2 separate regions of the Mus musculus genome follow, and region 2 is linked to region 1. Evidence: chromatin contacts called from public HiCAR-type data. All regions are on one chromosome and are shown on one strand. The core of a region is the stretch at or near the end of the contact, and the rest is flanking DNA. Distances in the headings are between cores, read along the strand shown.

Region 1 (6,823 bases), core at 2,998-5,497:
GAAGGAAGGAAGGAAGGAAGGAAGAAAGAAAGAAAGAAAAAGAAAGAAAGAAAGAAAGAAAGAAAGAGAAGGAGGGAGGGAGAAAGAAAGAGAGGGAGAAAGAAAGGGAGGGAGAAAGAAAGAGAGGGAGAAAGAAAGAGGGAGAGAGAGAAAGAAGGAAGGAAGGAAGGAAGGAAGGAAGGAAGGAAGGAAGGAAGGAAACATAAACCATAGCTGGGCATGGTGGCTCACTCCTGTACATCCAGCACTTAGAAGGCTTGAGGAGGACGATGATAGCCCTGAGTTCAAGGCCAGTCTGGGCTACAGAGTGAGCTTCTGGTCAACCTAGGTTACAGTGAGACACTCCCTCAAATTTTTTTTCAAAAAACACATAAAATATAAATAATAATGTCCATTTCAGGTGGGCATAGTAGCACATGCTAAAATTTCTAGAACTTGGGAGGTAAAGGGGGCACAATCATGGGTTTTAGGGCAGCCTGTGCTACATAGTACATAAGACCTTGTCTCAAAATCCCAAGGGTTGGGCTAGAGGTGGTAGACTGATCACTTAGCACACACACAGTCTTGGATTCAATCTCCAAGAATTACATATAACCTGGGAAGGGGCCGTGCATCCCTATAATTCCAGTACACCTGTCCCAAGAGTTAGGGCAAAGCTTAGTGAGGGGAAGTCTATCTAACAAATGCAAGGGTCTAAGTTCTGGCCTCAACATCACAAGGAAAAACAAATTCCATTTCAAGATACTCATTGAAAGGGGCAAACACACAGTCCTAATTGGAGCATTTATCTCCCACAGTGTCCCCACAAGGCTCAGCGAGCATCACGGAACAGGGCGTGGCCAGGTTGTAAGAGCCAGAGGTTGACAGCTGTGAAGCTGTGCTTTCTCAGCATGCCTGGCTGGTGCACTCACACGCTCATGAGCTGTAGATCCTTCATGAGACCTACACAGTATGGAGCCAGTCAAAATTCCAGCAAGAATGAGGAAGGGGCTCATTTAGCCCTTCCCCTAGCTGAGGAGTGATTGGCAGTTGTTGGCTCCTAGGTGACGGCACTTGTTTTCTTCAGGGATGTAGCCCCTGGCAGGGGCCAGTGCTCCAAAGGATGGCCCTACACCCATTCACACACTGGAAGCACTAACTGTACCTGGTAGACTTTTTTTAAAAAAAAAAAAAAAAGATGACATGAAGTTGGGAATATAAAGGGGCACTGGAAGAAATAGAGGAAGGTGTTAAGATACATTGTATCTAACACGAATCTCACTTTGTATCTAACCTGTACATGCATTAAATTCTCAAAGAGTGAGGAAACATTTTAAAAGGGAAAAACCACAAAGTCTGATTCTTTTTTTTGTTTGTTTGTTTTTGGTTTTTTCGAGACAGGGTTTCTCTGTATAGCCCTGGCTGTCCCTGGAACTCACTTTGTAGACCAGGCTGGCCTCGAACTCAGAAATCCGCCTGCCTCTGCCTCCTGAGTGCTGGGGTTAATGGTGTGCACCACCACGCCAGTCTGATTCTTAAAGGTGGATATGTGAGTATATGCCACTGCTCAAGGTACTGAACTTACTTGCCCAGCTATAGGTTTATTGCAGGAGCCACAGAGGCCTTTGGCCTGTGTGGGGACACCACGACGGCTGAGGTCAGACTGCAGCAGGCCCAGCATGGTGTCCAGACTGCCTTTGCTAGTCTGTCCTGGTGGAGATGGGCATCCTTCACGGGTGGGGCTCGCTGCTGGAGGCTGAGGTGGCCCTGAGGCTGGAAGCTGCAGTAAAGAGGACACTGAGTCAACAAAGCCACAGACTGGAAGCATCACGACTGGATTGGTGAGCCACAAAGTGACACGGACCAAAATCCTTGCAGACTCACATGGTTCTGAACACGGAAGTCAGAGAGCGAGGCCATCAGTCTATCCAGTTCCTGAGTGGCGGAGGTGGCTGAAGGCTTTGAGGGGGCAGGGAATGGGCTGGGAGGGCTGTGGAGGACACCGTGAATCACCTCAGAACCTGCCAGCCTAACACCCCTCTGGTAAGTCAGGCATGCAGGACCCATCATCCGCTTCCCAGCCCTGCCCACTCTACCAAACTCACACAGTGGGTGAGCTCTTGTCTTCAGATTGGTCCTCCTTCTCTTCCCCTTCAGCCATTTTACTAGATGGGAACTGAGACATGATTTCATCTGGAGAGATGAGAGAACAACACTGGCAAGGAGCCCATATCAGTCCACCCTCCCAGTGAAGGCTTCCCGTCCTTTAATGGCTCCTCGGACAGTTTGAGTCCCTTAGACTCTGCCCTTCTTTGCCCTGTCCCCAAGCCATCCAAGACTGTCTCGGTAACCCTGGTACCTGTAATGTTGAACTGGGTGGCATTAAGTTCCTGAAGCAAACGGTCTAGCTCACAGAGGCCATTGCCCAACACACCACTGGAAGAGGAGAATGGAGGAGCCACAGGGGCCACAGGCTTTGGGGACCGAGGCTTGCATACTGTGCTAAGGGCAGGAGGGAACCTGGGTTTAGGGTAGGGAATCCGAGTCCCCTCCTCTGAACTGAAACTGGCTTCCCCATCTTCCTAGCCCAGTTCCCAGGCCCCTCACCTGTATAGATGATCCTTGTCCCCAGTGGTTCCTGAAGATTCTCCAGACCCTGTCTATAGAGAGTAGAGGTATTTGTGGAAGGACAGTCATGTTCCTTGCCTCACTCAGACTCTGATGTCCCCTAGCCCAGACCAACCCAGGCCCTAATGGCTACCCCCAGAACCCAAAATCTCATCTCACCTGTGGCTGGTGGCCATAGGGTGGGGGAGGTGTGAGTGTCTCTGGTGGGCGCTCTTTTGGAGCCCCTAACCGTGACATGTGTGAAGTGGTGGTCTCCAGGTCAGAGAGCAGGGCATCTGTGGTGAGAGGCCCTCAGGGTGAGAGTTTGGGAAGGAGGGGATGTCAAGGTCTTAAGAGGTTAGAGTATAAAGGATTTCAAGTGTCCGTGTTTTAAAAGGTAGAAAGCCGGTGTTAAAGGCAGCGGCCAAAACCATACTCACAGGGTCAGACCAAGGCAAAAAAGTAGAATAGTAGCGCGGGGGGAGTGGGGATGGAGGGGCGGAGGGGGAGGGATGGGGTGGCGGGGTATTTATGATCAGACCTCTCCCTTGACTTACCCTGGGAGCCAAGTACAAACCAACTAATGATCTTTTATTCTCTCCATCTTTTCTGGTGCAGCCCAGATTGTCTCTTACTGTACCCAAATTGTTCAATCGGCTGTATGTTTGACACCCAACTTCCTGATTAGATGTTTGCTGTGACATACTTACTACTTCTCCCCAGCTTGGTCCACTTGGCCACACTGAAGTCTAGCCCTGTCCTTTAAGTGGCCCTGGCAGGGAGCGGCTTTTTGGTGTACGTCTTATCCATGTACTATTATTGACGAGCGCCCTCTGCTGCTGGATCTAGAAATTCTGCCACGAAGAGCAGAGTCTTCTAGTCTCAGCCTAGGCGAATAGAGGGGACGAGATGCCTGGGGCGCTTTATCTACGCCCCGTCCCTTTACTCTTCTCCGAGCCTCTACGGTAGAAGCCTTAGACTTCTTTCTATAACCCTGGCATTCTCTATTATTCTCTTTCTTGCCCTGAGGACTTTCTTGACCTCTGCTCTACCTGGGAGCACTCAACTCTTCTTGAAACCCTGATATAGGTCCTTTTCATCTCCGAAACTCCAGGTCACACTCTCCTCTCTAGTCTATTTTCCCAGTCCCGGGACTCAGTGATCTCTTAACCCCTTCCTACCCAGAGTCTCTGAATCCAGGCCCCCGTGGGTGCCTCAACACTTTGTCCATTGCACAAGCAGGATTGAGTGAGCAGAGAGAGCCAGGGAAGAACGGAGGGAGCGGCTTGTCGCAAGCGAGGCAGGAAAGGGAGAGGCAGGAAAGGGTATGTGGATTTGGGAGGGAGGCACAGGCAGGCTGAGGCGAGAAAATGGAGAGAGAAAGCTGAGATGGGGAAGAAGTGTGAGTTGGGAAGGGGATAGATGCGGGGAAGGATGAGAGGCTAGGGGGATCTCCTCACTCACCCAGGTCCTCCATGGCGGTGCGCTGGCGGACAGCTTGGGGAGAGTAGGGCGGGGGCCGTGTCCGGTGGGGGCGGAGGACGGGGAGGGGGGGGACGTCAGGGAGTTAGAAGCAGGGCCGTGACCATGTATGGAAGCCGGGACCCGCTGGGATACAGTGGGGGGGGGGGGAGCGATGAAGGGGGAGCATGGAGACATGAAGAAAGACAGCACTAGGGCCCACCCAATCCAGCTTTGTGGCTCTGTTTAGAGGAGGCCACACCCCAGCCTTTGCCTCAGCGGCAGCGAGTCCCTAAAGCTGAAACCAAGTCAGAGTGGTTCTTCCATAGCTCCTGCCTAAGGAGTCTCATAAACGGAGGGCCCCAAGCCCGCACCTCCCAAAGCCAGCAGAGTTCAAAGTAGGGCCCCGCTCGCACCCTGGGCATTTTAAAAAGACTTGCGGAATTTGGTTAGAGGCAGGAGTGACATTCTAAGGATCTGGCAGACTACAGGTTTTGACTGCCAGCCTAACGGCAGGAGGCATACATAATAAGAAATGTCTCACAGAGAACAGAGATCCAGACTCTAAGGCAGGACTTTCCCTGAAAGACAGACCTGGGAATAGATACACAGAACAGGGAAAGCAAACCTCAGACCTTAACCCCATGTAAACTCCCAGGATAACAAACCCATTCCTAACACGGAGGAGGTGACCAGAGCCCGTTCCAAAATAACCCTTTCCTAAGGTACTGGTGAAAGAGAAGAAAACGCCACTGACCAGCCACAGAGTGATATGAAGCTGTCTGTGAACTGACCCCTAAAGAAGTCAAGTTGGAAACACCTGGAGATGGGTATGGACAGATGGCTGCTGTCTTGCAGGCATCCTGGAGGACAGATCTAAGCCATAGAATGTGGGGCCCCAACTCTGGAGCAAGTCAGAACCTGGGAAATTTGGTAAAAATACTGAAGCCCAGCATAGCCCTCCATGCCAGCCTAAATCAACCAGAAAGGGACCAGGCCTAAGTACATTTTTTTCAAAAGTTAGGATCTCACTATGGAACTGTCCTAGAACTCCAAAGAGGTACTCTTGGGTCTGCCTCCTCCATGCTGGGATTAAAGGTGTGTGCCACCACAGCACACCCTAATGCATAACCTAGGCAGAGATTTGAAACCCCAGAGGCTCAGGGTCAGCAAGAACCATCTTACCTCACCTTTCTGAAATGCCCAGGCCCTGGCAGGCTTAGTCTAGGGCTCTTGAGAGCCCAGGCAAGGGAACCCTTCCTTCACCCGTGTGCCAGCAGAGGGGCTTTCTCTGAAAGTGACTAAGAATGGGCCTCAGAAACCATACGAACATAGCAGGTTTCCCACTAAGCAGTTGACATTTAACTGGCTTGGACCGATAAGATGGCTCAGCAGGTAAAGTATTTTCTGCCAAGCCAGATGCCCTGAATTTGGTCCCTAGGGCCAGATGATGGAAGCCGAGAATGGTTCCCTTCAAGTTGTCCCGACTTCCACATAGGGAGCACGGCCTGCACATACCTACTACACTAATAAATGGTTTTTGAAAAAACTGGCTCAAGAGCTCGGAACAGACACAGCCTGACAGGTAAAGGACAGTCAGAAGACAGAAGTGTTCTGCCATGCTCCACACAAGTACCCAGCCCAAACCTCTTAACCCTGGCCAGGTTATGTATTTAGATGGGTGGCTGTGTCTAAGCAATGAGGACTTATAAACAGAAAGCAGGCCTCCACTGGGGCTCAAAACTCCATCCTAGAGAAAACCCACCATACCCCAGGTCTGTAGTAGCCCTCAGGAGATGCTTTTTTGAACCCTGAAACCCAGATGGCCTGAGTCAAATCGAGGAGCTCTCAGCAGGTAAGTGGGTGGGGTACCCCCCCAGGGGAAAGCACACAGACGACCCCACACAGCAGCAGTGTTCAAATCTCAGGTGTTTAATTTCAATACCATAGTGCTGAGTCAGGCCAGACCCTGGGCCTGAGCTGTCCCTTGGACTCCTGCACAGACTCTGGTATTGGCTTTTGAGTTATGGATCGTTAGATCTTCATCCTGGGATCCAGTTCCATTTTCTCTTCCGTCCCTGAGGATAGCGCCTTCTGCAGTCTTCTCTCAGGCTGAGAGAAGCCTCCTTTACAGCCAACTCATCCCTTGGGTCCTCTCCCAGGGATGCCAATAGTTTAGCCTAGGGCATATGCACTATGACTCAATCCCCATTACCACAGCCAGCAAAGCCTCAGTGAGGGGCCCTGCCTCCTCGCCTGCTGCTTCCACGAGCCCCGTAAGGGCCAGGGCCCTTTTTCTTGGGCACTGCCCTGGTTCTAGTGTCCATCGTGCACAGTGGGCAGCCAGCCGGGGCCGGCCTAAACGGAATACCTCGCCCACTGACTCCGGGCCACCCCGGGGACTCAAGTGGATGCGGCCCACAGCTTCTTCTAGCTCTTCCTCCAGTGCAGGCAGTAAGAATCGGCCAGCAGCTTCTAGAGCTTCCTCGGCCTTGGAGCCCAGCAGGGGCTGACCAGGTGGGGGTACGGGCCCCAGAGCAGCCCCACAGCCCCTGCAGCCATGCAAATGATGTAAGACAGGCCACGCTGCACCAGGGGACAGGCCTCGAAGCGGCACCAAATCCATCTGGGCTTCAGCAAAGCTGCCGGATAGCAGGGCCCGGAAGAAAGGGGAGGCAGCAGCTGAAGCAGCCCGCTGAGCAGGGAGCTGTAGGCCTGAATCCAGAACGAAGTGCAGGTCAGGAGCTGGGGCAGGGGCCGGACCCAGCAGAGGTTC
Region 2 (6,546 bases), core at 1,009-3,508, 1.3 Mb before region 1:
AAAATTAACTTAAAATTTATCAAGGACTGAAATAAAAAGCTAAAAATAAACTTGTAAATTGCTTGATGTTGGAGAAACCAGTGATTCCTTGGATATAGCACAAATAAATGGAAAAGTAAAATAAAGAATAAATTATATCAAAATTAAAACCATTTGTTCTTGAAAAGGCACTGTCAAAAGAAATGAAAAGAAGACCAAATAATAAGAGAAAATATCTGCAGGTTATGCGTCTGATAAGGGGCTCATTCAGGTCACGATTTAATAGTAACAAGGCAACACATTTCAAAGTGGGCCAAGAATCAGAGTAGGCATTTTTCTTAGTTACTTAATTACTAATGTGAACAGACACCATGACCAAGGCAGCTCTTATAAGGACAACATTTAATTGGGGCTGGCTCACAGGTTCTGAGGTTCAGTCCATTATCATCAAGGCTGGAGCATGGCAGAGTCCAGGCAGGCATGGTGCAGGAGGAGATGAGAGTTCTACATTTTCATTTGAAAGCTGCTAGTAAAACACTGACTTCCAAGCAGCTAGAATGAGGGTCTTAAAGCCCACATCCACAGTGACACACCTACTCCAACAGGGCCACACCTTCTAATAGTGCCACTCCCTGGGCCGAGCATATACAAACGGTCACAGGGCTTTTACAAAGACACACAAATAACCAGCAAGTCTATGAAAAGATGTTCATGAAATCACAGATTATATTCGCCATGAAATCACAAATCAAAACCACAGTGTGACTCACACCCACAAAGACAGTTACACTTTATATTTTCTTAGCACATGGTAGTCAGTGTTCAAAACTAATGGATGAGGGGGTGCTATGGTAAATGACAGAACTGGTATTTCCACTCACCTTTTCAAAGTGCCCCAGAACTAGCACTTAACAATGTATTCTGGATTGACATTAAGTCATGGGTATGTAAATGCTAGGCAACCCTAGATAATTGTATTTATATCTATGACTTAATGAGAACCTGATGACGTATTAAACTTGAGGTTATGGGGCTGATGTGTGACTTAACTTACCTTAACAATATCAGCTTTATGTTTTTCTAGAACTTGTAGAGTTTGGGCAGTATTGGAATCGATCACTACCACCAGTGAATGGCATCCATATGCAATTAAACCTTGCCAGCCCCTGGCGAAACAAGTGTTAAAATATAAAACAAAGCGACTCAACTTTGCCTATCATAAACAAATCTAGTTCACATGTGCCATTATTAGTAGTACTTCTTAAAGTGAAAGGCTTGTGATATTGTTCCATTTACAAAACACCCCCAGCTAAGTTTACAAATATTTATTGAGACTCATTTTCACTCAGATCAACAGTTCTAAAAGATATCTACAAAGAGCTCTGATGTGCAAAACCAATCTGGGCTGGTTTTGTATGAACACATGCTGTCTTATTCAGCATTTAATAACATTTATTTTTTATAACAACATAGAATCCACAATGCCCCTAGGATGAGTGACTAGTCTTAGTCCTTTCAATCAGATAAAAAAGTACATGAGAGGTCTCAGCCTCCGCAGCAACATTCCTAGCACAACAGTAATAGGATTTGCCTCACATGGTTAGTTCTCAGAACCTGGGTGTTATTTCACTGTGGAAAGAGAACTGGCTGTGGAGGCCGTGCTTCACGGGAACCAGTAAAGATAAAAGTGGGAGTAGGTAAGTGACAGGACACAGTTTGGGGCATTGTTGAATGCATCTAAGTGAAAAAGAGGAGTCTGAAAGAGTAAGAAAGAGTCAGGACCAGGAAGAGAAAAGGAGACAAGGAGAGAAGCCCTCCCGGGTGCAGGCTGGGGAAGAGGAAATGGGGACAGTAAAGGAATGAGATGCGGAGAAAGAACCCAGGACTGAAACTGTCTGCACCGAGGACCTGCCGGCTCCAGGCATTTGCGACTTATAGGACAACACAAATGTCTCAACTAAAAGCAAATCTGCGAGCTGTGGGACGCTGGCCGCGGTCTAGGCGAGGAAAACCGGAAGCCCAGTGTTCTTCCCCGTCCCCTCGCGAACTGCGGCCGAGGCCGGAAGCACTGCCCTCACCAGTCCACCGCCGCCTTGTTGTGCGCGTTGAGAGCCCCGGTGAGGGTGCGCGCTGACACCTTGAAGTTTACGGTGTAGGGTAACATCGCGGCGGCACCCCGGCCCTCCCCACCGGCAGGCAGGAAGCGACACGAGCAGCTCTTCCGTTCCAAAGTCCGGGTAGTCGCGTCCGCGCCAGCAGTTGGGTTCCGTGAAATCCCAGGTTCCTCCTTCCAATAGTCCGTCGTCTCTCCAGGAACTAGGACTTCTAGGTTCCTCCCTCTCCAAAGTTCCGAAACTCAAGTGAATCCCATGGAGTGTGGGTTGGAGCTAAGCATGGAAGAGGGGTTCTGCTACCAGTCGCATCTGCTTTCTTCCTTTTGGGAGAAAGATTGCTGGAAATCGTGAAAACAAAACAATAAAACTCCCAGTTTGCTTTTCTGCCTTTGATATGTTAATTTAGGGCAACTACCATTGCCAGCCACTGTTTGTTGTAGAAGGGTCCTGCATGAGAAGACACAGTGACTGTCTACTCACTAATGCTCACTAATGTTTGTTCTCTTTTTATTATGTGATAACTATCCTGGCTAATAGGGTTTGCATAACTCGCTCCCAAAGGACCATGTATTAAAAAACGTGATTTTCCCTACTTTAGGAAGAAGGGCCCATTGGGAGGTTTTTAGATCACTAGGAGAAGCGCCCAGGTTGGGGTGGGAGGTGCTGTTGAAGGGAATTGTTGGACCCTGGTCTTTTCCTCCTTATTTTTTGTGGCCCATGAAGTGAAAGGTTTTGCCATCTTGCTGTGCATCGTCACCATGGTATAGGTTCAAGAACAATGGGGCAAACCAGGCATGGACTAGAAGCTCCGAGATATTGTCCTTTAGAGACTGAGTATCTCGGGTGCTTGTTTCAGATTTGGAAATCTGGCCAACACACAAGTGAGGTGAGGAAGACTCAGTGAGTAAAGATGTTGAGTGTCTTTTAGCAGCAATTTAGCCATTTGTAATTATTTTTAAAAATACCCTATTGGGATATTTTAGCTCACTTTGTCTTTTCACTTCTGAGTTATAAGTATTCTTCGTTTATTATAAATTGAAGTTCCTTTTCATATATATATACATATATAATGTTTATTAAAATATACAAAAGTATGTGTTGAATAAACATATAATATAGAAATATATTTTATGATATGTATATTATATGATATATAGCACAATACATTATAGAAATTATATATTATAATATGTAGTATTATAAAATATACATACATAATATAAATACATACTATGTTTATATATAGATTATATTACAATATTTATATATAAGATTTATATTAAAACATATAAGATGTATATAAAAAAACCACTGTCGTTCCATAAATGTCAACATGAACCTTGAGTCAATTGGCTACGCAAATATTCCCAGCAAAGTCAAAGGCTGCAGTTAAGAGGACTTAAGTGTGTTCTCCAGCACCAGAGTGAGACAGCTCACAACCACCTGTAATTCCAACTCCCAGGGTTCACACCCTTCTAGACTCTAGTGCTCCTGCTCCTACACAAGAACATACCCTCACATAAACACATAGTTGAAATGAAAGGAAATCTTAAAAAATGATGAAATGAAACAAATGTTGGTAAGTTGTTCTTTTGATATTCTTTACTATATATGTAGATTTCATCTGTATTTTTAGTTACTGAAACTGCATAGCATGATGACTCTTGGAACCCTGCTGATAGTCCTGCTCAGTGCTTGCATATGTAAAAATCTACATGAATGTCCCTCTTCTCCTGCATCTTCAAGGGGCTCATGGAAGGTCGGTGTTACTGAGGGCTTTAGGTCACTCATTGTGACTCTGAGAAGCATCTTTAACTCCTTTCAGCCTCTGTGCTGGCTTCAGTGAGACGTCCCTCACCATCCTGAGCATTAGAGCATTTGATTTTTCAGTTGTCGGTTGTTTCGTAGGTTCAGGAGGTCTGGCCTGGATGGAGGAAGTGTGTCACTGGGGACAGATTTTGAGAGTTTAAAGGCTTAGATAGACCATCTCAAGTTTGTTTTCTCTGCTTTCTGCTTGTGGTTTGAAATGTAGTTCTCATGTGTTCCTCCATCTTGCCTGTTGCCATAATTCCCTGCCTTGATTGATGCTTATCCCTCCAGAACTGTAAGTCTAGATAAACTTTGTCTTTCCTAAGTTGCCTTGATCATAGTGTTCTGTCAGAGAGATAGAACCTGCACTAATACAAACTCCTTCCCCCTGTTATTGTGGCAGAGAAAAGGATTAAATTAGACCAAACATTTACAAAGCCTTAACGTAACACTTAGCTTCCTATAATTCCTTGTTTATTTACTGATAGGCATAAAACAAGGCCTGCTGTTTTCAGTGACTGCATTGCTTCCTCTAAGATATCATTTTAGCAGATAAAGACCTTTCTTTTTGAAGGCATGGCTTGCAAGAGAAGAATTGATAAGGATTTGGGTGAAAATAGAGTCCAATTTGGCTTGTGAGCCTCCAAGACACAAACACCATGACAGCCAGCTTTAAAATGAGGGCTATCAGATCATTTCAATGAATACAGGGGCAATATTGAAAGAATTATTGGCCTACAAGGGATATCATCTCTCTGTCTACCATGTATCTATCTATCTATCTATCTATCTATCTATCTATCTATCTATCTACCTATCTATCTATCTATCTATCTATCTATCTATCTATCTATCTATGCATCTCTCCCTCTCTCCCTCACTCTTTCCCTCTTCTCCTTCCTCTCCCCTCTCCTCCCTTCTCCTCTTCCCCTCCCTCTTCCCTTTCCCTTCCTTATCTGTCTCTTCCCCTTCCTTTTCCCCCTTCCCCTCCTCTTCCTTTTCTTTTCCCCTCCCCCTCCCTCACTCTGTATCCCTTTCTCTTTCTTTTTCTCATTTTCCTCTTCCCCCAGGCTGGCCCAGAACTCACTGTGTAGCAGCAGAGTGGCCCACAACTCACTATGTAGCTCAAGGCTGGCCTCTAGTTTATGTCAGTCCTCTTGACAAAACCTCCTTCTAAGTACTTGTCAAATGAAGGTTGTCTTTATTCAATCCATTTCGAACAGACCAGAGGAAGAGTTTTCCTGGCCAGTGTTGGACAGGAGCATGGACTTAGGCTGCCCTGACCTATACAAACAACCTTTTAAAATATAAGGAATTATATAGCTCAAGTAGGTATATGCATGTATGCGTGCATACATATATGTGCATGTGTGTTCACGTGTGCATGTGTGCATGCATGCATGTGGGGCAGTGGGTGTGGAGGAATAAAGGGAGTGGGAGAAAACCCGAGTCCTGCCAGAGTTCTGGTGCTCTGGGCAGGCAGACACAGAGGATTGCTGCACGCTTTCCACGTGTGTGTGTCCAACTGTGGGAAGCTACGGACCCAGCCCATTGGGGGTGGACAAGGGGAAGTCCTAGGTCTCTGGACCTCATAGAGGCCAGAGATAACAGGTTCTCAGTCTCGGGCATCCCAGACACTGCTGGACACCATGGAAGAGCTGAGAACAAAATGGGGGCCCCAGGGGCGGCTCAGTCAGTCCTGGAGCCGAAAGGAGGAGAAGGCAGGGAGAGAGAGGGTGCTGGGTGGTTCCCATGAGGGTGAGAGTCCTTGGTCAGGTCCATGGCTGGAGCACAGGAGTCTTCTGTCGAGAGGTTAGACACGGCTCGTTAGGGGAAAACCTGTCCCATCGTTCAAGCATGGCAGGCCTTGATGAGCAGAGACAGTCTATGGTTTTAGAGCTTTATTGTAGAAAGGCAGGGGGAAAGAGAGAAGATGGAAAGAGGGAGAGAGGCAGGCCATGGCCACGTGGGGAGGGGGAGGGAGAGAGAAGGAGGGCTAGAGATTAGAGTAAGAAAGGTGAGAGCTTAAAGCAAGTGAGGAGAGATCAAGCAGCCCCTTTTAGAGTGGGCTGGGCTACCTTGCTGTTGCCAGGTAACTATGGGGAGGAGCATACTTGACTATAGTCAGATAACTGTGGGAGTGGAGTCTAGCCAAAATGCCAGAAGCTTGTGTGCATGACTTATAGTCACAGAATTATGGAGTTGGGGGCTCTGTGGTGTCAGGCACCTGTCTCTGGGAATGTGGCTCACTATTCCATCCCTTGTAGAGTTTCCTACTGGGTCACTGGAATAAGCCTCATTCAACCAAAATAGGCTACCTTTCATGGCCACACACATGCATGTGTATATATCTGTGTCTGTGTGTGTGCTTTGTTTTACAGTTAAATTTAGAATAAGTAAATGTTCATTGTATGAAACTATAGAAATCACACAAATGAATAAACACCCAAGGTTGTGGGGTTTGTTTTGTTTTGTTTTTGTTTTGTTTTGTTTTGTTTTGTTTTGTTTTGTTTTGAGATGGGGTTTCTCTGTGTAGACCCGGCTGTCCTGGAACTCACTCTGTAGACCAGGCTAGCCTCGAACTTGGCAATCTGCCTGCCTCTGCCTTCCAAGTGCTGGGATTAAAGACATGTGCCACCACTGC

Evidence for each region. HiCAR-type assays count read pairs that join an accessible place to other places.
Region 2: a HiCAR-type map of astrocytes shows a contact between it and region 1, with 2.4 times the contacts expected there. The contact joins the promoter of Wdr11 here to the promoter of Tgfb1i1 in region 1. A contact is called at or near these places in 1 of 39 promoter capture datasets (hippocampal neurons) and 1 of 115 datasets of contacts at active chromatin or transcription factors (astrocytes).

Annotation. Positions count from the first base shown.
Region 1 is chr7:128,244,236-128,251,058 of GRCm38.p6, reverse strand. It overlaps Tgfb1i1 (transforming growth factor beta 1 induced transcript 1), which reads right to left and starts at 4,247. Exons shown (of 11, transcript NM_001289550.1): 1 at 4,051-4,247; 2 at 2,767-2,882; 3 at 2,587-2,639; 4 at 2,339-2,481; 5 at 2,085-2,172; 6 at 1,864-1,969; 7 at 1,565-1,759. The coding sequence starts at 4,063. It overlaps Armc5 (armadillo repeat containing 5), which reads right to left. Exons shown (of 6, transcript NM_146205.2): 6 at 5,959-6,823. The coding sequence ends at 6,242.
Region 2 is chr7:129,587,575-129,594,120 of GRCm38.p6, reverse strand. It overlaps Wdr11 (WD repeat domain 11), which reads right to left and starts at 2,258. Exons shown (of 29, transcript NM_172255.3): 1 at 2,058-2,258; 2 at 1,034-1,145. The coding sequence starts at 2,143.